2 separate regions of the Xenopus tropicalis genome follow, and region 2 is linked to region 1. A link is a contact called in public Hi-C data. All regions are on one chromosome and are shown on one strand. Each heading gives the region's core, a stretch centred on a gene start, on an enhancer-like site or on the middle of the called end of the contact. The rest is flanking DNA. Distances are from core to core; before and after follow the strand shown. Region 1 has its middle 24 kb from the start of cdc25b. Region 2 has its middle 31 kb from the start of spef1.

What was found. A called contact is a pair of places that touch in the nucleus more often than the background predicts.
Region 2: a Hi-C map of gastrula embryo shows a contact between it and region 1, with 2.0 times the contacts expected there. The contact joins two enhancer-like sites. A contact is called at or near these places in 2 of 5 Hi-C or Micro-C datasets (gastrula embryo and neurula embryo).

What each region holds. Positions count from the first base shown.
Region 1 is chr1:15,552,039-15,554,626 of UCB_Xtro_10.0, forward strand. No RefSeq gene overlaps it. Among named protein-coding and RNA genes, the nearest start is that of cdc25b, 24 kb to the right of the region's middle. Within about 2 kb of position 1,308, at least 1 of the 11 cell types and tissues checked has an H3K27ac peak or open chromatin away from gene starts, as enhancers often do. A contact at or near this core is called in gastrula embryo, where this site is marked.
Region 2 is chr1:15,626,802-15,629,389 of UCB_Xtro_10.0, forward strand. No RefSeq gene overlaps it. Among named protein-coding and RNA genes, the nearest start is that of spef1, 31 kb to the right of the region's middle. Within about 2 kb of position 1,275, at least 5 of the 11 cell types and tissues checked have an H3K27ac peak or open chromatin away from gene starts, as enhancers often do. A contact at or near this core is called in gastrula embryo, where this site is marked.

The DNA of each region.
Region 1 (2,588 bases), core at 58-2,557:
GAGTGAAGGAGTTAATGGTTCCCCATTGCTTTGGGCTGAGAGACGGCAGAAAACAGGAAGGGCAGCTCCTCTCTCTGTGGCTTTTGAAGTGCTTATTTTAGCCGGAGATGTTTGTTGTTTTATGGGAGGAAGGAAGATCTTGTGTTAAGACATGAATAGTTTGGGGCACAGCGAGCCTCCATTCCGTTATAAACAAGCGGCCCTGGGCATTCCAGCTTCAAGGGGGGCAATAACTGCATCCACATACCCAGGGGGATGAAAATAAACCGCTGTGATGGCATCAAGCCCCCGTACGCTGGCACAGTGTCGACTACAAAGAGCTGTGTATTTAGCCCCTCTAGAAATACTTGCCCTGGGACATAGGACATAGTTCCACCCACTCAACTTGTTAATAGCCTGAGTTAAGGTCGCCATACACTGGCCAATAAAAGCCCCCGACTTGCCCTGGACAGGGTGTCTAAATGGCCCTTCCAATGGCAGAAGTGGCTCAGCATGTTCAAGGCACAGGCCAGGCCGGCAATGAAGTTTCCTGGTTGGCCACAATTGCCCCAACACTGCAGATATTGGTTTTGCACCTGTACCATTGTCTGGTAGTACGGAGGGTAGATTGCACATGTCCCTGCCAGGCCACTGTAGTTTGTCTGCAGCACTGGTGAAAGCATTCTGATATCAATAAGGCATCGGTAATAATGAAAGTAGATGAACAGGAATATCAAGGTGTTAGTGGGGTCACTGACCCTAGCAACCAAGTAATGGTTATGTCATCCTGGAAGATTTATAGGAGAGCAGGGCCGGTTTGGGGATAAAGCAGAGATGATATTTAGCTTTGACCCCCAACCTGTGAATGCCCTCCTGACTAGAAAGTGCCACAGGTGAAACTACATCTAACCTATTATTCCACTGTAATGGTTTTGTCTTGGGTTTCATCCAAGTAATGTCCATCCTTTGCCCCCCCCTCCACCCCAGCTTTAACCTGCAGCCCCCATCATCACTCAGCACTTTACATTTATTTATAACTAACAATAATCCAACAACTAAGGGTTACAGAATAGAAATAGCATCAGAGGGCCCTGTCCACAAGAGCTTACAATCTATAATCCTACTGACAGCCAAACTGGGGGCACTAAATGTGCTGACAGTCAGTCTGCTTTCTGGTTGCCAAGGTCACTGATTTTATGTTTTGGTGCTAAATTCCTTTTGCAAACTGTTTTTTCCTCCCCTGTTGAGAGGCCCTTAGACCCTGCAGACCCGCGGTCGGTCCCTTTATCCCATGCCCAATGCTGAGCCTGGCTTTTGTTGTCCGCCAACACTGTTGGCTAATTAGGCCCATTGAAACCTGAGGAAATTAGCTCGCCATCAACTACCTACGACCTTGGTGTCCACATGTGCTCAATTAGGCTCCGATTGTGATGCTAAACATATGGGCCCCTCGTCAGCAAGTTCTGATTATCATTTAAAAACCTGTGAAGGTGCAGATGGAATTGTGGGGGGTGCGTGCAGCTGGTTTTCCCACTTACCATAAAAAGCTGGTATGAAGAGTAGAGAAGAGAGGAGTGGTTTGATGACCCTACATTTTTGGCCTTTTCACCCTACACTGTAAGGCAGTGATCCCCAACCAGTGGCTCAGGGGCAACATGTTGCTCCCCAACCCCTTGGATGTTGCTCTCAGTGCCCCCAAACCAGGGAGTTATTTTTGAATTCCTGACTTGGGGGCAAGTTTTGGTTGAATAAAAACAAGATTTCCTACCAAATAAAGCCCCCTGTAAGCTGATAGGGTGCATAGAGGCCCCTAATAGCCAATCACAGCCCTTATTTGGCTCCTCCATGAACTTTTATGATGCTTGTGTTGCTCTCCAAGTTTTTTTACATTTAACTGTGGCTCACGAGTAAGAAAGGTTGGGGTCCCTGCGGTAAGGATTAGGCGACAATCACTATTTGGGGCCATGAGCTGAATTGATCTCCTTGGGTTCTTTAGAGGCTGCTAACCCATCTAACCAACATAGAGCAATGCAATACTTTGTAAAGAGTTAAGGCTGATGGCTTCTTTTCACGTGGACACTTCCCAAGGAATATCTACTGCTTGTGAATGAACATTCTGCAGAACAATATATGCCCACAGCCTCCCTACACCCACACAAGTCACCCACCCACTAGGTGCCTCCTACTAGTTCTTCCTTAACGTTCACAGTTTTTGCTTTCAGAAGAACCACCTTTAGGCCCTCACCGGAAAACAATCTTCACTAAAGGTGCCCACCTACGGGTGGGCAATATTGGGAGAATCCAGGCTAATTCAGCGGGTATAGCGGGTATAGGCAAAGTCAACGAGCCGATGCAGTCCCCGATCCGACTAGATTTTTTAACCTGCCCGACCAAGATCTGCCCGATTTCAGGCCAGATATCGTTCGGGCAGGCCCGTCTGTAGTGCCCCTACACGGGCCGATTAGCTGCCGAATTGGTCTAAGGTGTATGGGGACCTTAACACTATTAGCAATGTCTTATTTGGGGGACTAACTGCTGACTGTTTAGCTTGTTGGGGCAGTGAGTTCTTACACCCATGCCACAAAGACCTGTGAGCCATGACTTATGAT
Region 2 (2,588 bases), core at 25-2,524, 75 kb after region 1:
GATATTGGTTACTTTATATGTTACTCTGTATGCCCAATGTATGAAACCCACATATTGTACAGCGCTGCGGGATATGTTGGCGCTTTATAAATAAATGTTAATAATAATAATAATAATTGCGTAACTTCCGCAAATACTGCTTAAAAAACTGCGTAACTTGCCTAGAACGTAAGTAACTTGCGTATCAAGCAAAAGACAACGCAGAGAAGCTTCTCAGGGACGAACCCACTGACCAACAATGAGTTAAACAACTTAAGGTAAATCCCACTGTGTCCCAATAACTTTACTGACTTATTAGCTCACTAATTATTAATTTTAACTATTTATATGAGCTGCTTATTACAGAGTAACGACAGCTGTTTGTATTGGGATCCATTTACTGAATTATATCATGAACTTTCCAGCAGGGGAATAGCTGGTTATTGGGCCCCACAGCAACATCATTGGGCCCCGATGCTTACACGTTTATGTAACTTATGCAAAAACGTACCTAACTTCCATATCAAGCAATGACAGCGCAGGGGCAGTTAGGTGGGAAGGGGTTAAACTCAGGACAAACTCTACTGACCCCCAATGAACTGAATTTTTAGCACATTATCCAATGGAACTCTTTGTATGAACGGCTTATTATAGAGTAACATCAGCTGTTTATATTGCACACACAAGGGGCGTGGCCAAATGTTGGTACTGCTTGTGTTCATGGGGGGGCCGTATAAATAACTTGTGTGGGGCCTCAAAGTTCTGATGTCGGCCCTGTAGCTATGGGCACACCATTGGTTAATTGACTGCTAGACAAATTGCCCATTAGATGCCCAGGTCTTCTCAATTGAGACAAACTTATCAGTAGCAAATTCATCATTTTTCTGGCCAATGATCGTATAATGATATATCAGTAGTTAGGGAGCAAAATCTGCAAATCAGGGAATGAGGTTGGGGGTCCTGTATGGCAAATCTCACCTTGCTTTCATCCTAGGGCCATAAAGCAAGGCTGGGCTGCTGTTGTCCCAACAGAAAGGAAGTAGAGGCAGTCACATGACTCTCCCTCCATGCTACCACTTCATTACTTCTTCATTTGGGCTGGATTTGCAGCATGATCTCTGAGCGGTGTGGGTTACAGTTGTGCAGGGAATCTCAGAGAGGAGGAACCTTTGGCCGAGGGTCTCTATGGCCCATTATTGCTGCTTGCCGGCCATCTGTCCCTCGGATGCCTACAGGTTAGACTCCATGGAATGTGCAGGCTGAATAGAGAACCTTATCTCTCATTATTGTCCTCCCCGCGCTCTACAGCTGTCACTGTTTGAAGGGCCAGATAAAGCTGCTGGGTGCGGCCCTCTCAGGGGGCAAATCTGTGGCTTTTCTACATCAAAGAGGCTGATAGTTGAAAACAATTAGGGGCTTTCTGCACTGACTCCATCTGCTGCGGTTACTGGCTCAGACCCAACAGCGTCCCAGTATGGCACCCACCTACCCGCCCCTGAGCCCTCGGTCTGACGAGAAGCAAAGAGCAGGGCTAGTAGCCATAAGCTACTCTTACTAGCCCCTGCACCCCTACACCTGTGCTAGGAACGTTTTGCTATTAAAATTCAATTAGTCAGACCCCCATGCATATACACCTGTCACTATCACTCGTGTATTATAAGGGATAATGTACCCCCTACTGTAAATGATAAGGATATTAGCAGTCACTGAGGGGTTCTGTGCCCATATAAAGGCACAAGGCTGCAGGCTGAGTTATACAGGGAACTCTGAGTATCACTCATGTATTATAAGGGATAATGTACCCCCTACTGTAAATGATAAGGATATTAGCAGTCACTGAGGGGTTCTGTGCCCCCCATATAAAGGCACAAGGCTGCAGGCTGAGTTATACAGGGAACTCTGAGTATCACTCATGTATTATAAGGAATAATGTACCCCCTACTGTAAATGATAAGGATATTAGCAGTCACTGAGGGGTTCTGTGCCCATATAAAGGCACAAGGCTGCAGGCTGAGTTATACAGGGAACTCTGAGTATCACTCATGTATTATAAGGAATAATGTACCCCCTACTGTAAATGATAAGGATATTAGCAGTCACTGAGGGGTTCTGTGCCCATATAAAGGCACAAGGCTGCAGGCTGAGTTATACAGGGATAATTTAACCATTAAATAAACCCAATAGGGCTGTTTTGCCCCCAATAAGGGGTAATTATATCTTAGTTGGGATCAAGTACAGGTACTGTTTTATTATTACAGAGAAAAGGGAATCATTTAACCATTAAATAAACCCAATAGGGCTGTTCTGCCCCCAATAAGGGGTAATTATATCTTAGTTGGGATCAAGTACAGGTACTGTTTTATTATTACAGAGAAAAGGGAATCATTTAACCATGAAATAAACCCAATAGGGCTGTTCTGCCCCCAATAAGGGGTAATTATATCTTAGTTGGGATCAAGTACAGGTACTGTTTTATTATTACATAGAAATAGGAAATCATTTTTAAAAATCGGAATTATTTTATTAAAATGGAGTCTATGGGAGACAGACTTTCCGTAATTCGGAGCTTTCTGGATAATGGGTTTCCGGATAACAGATCCTATACCAGT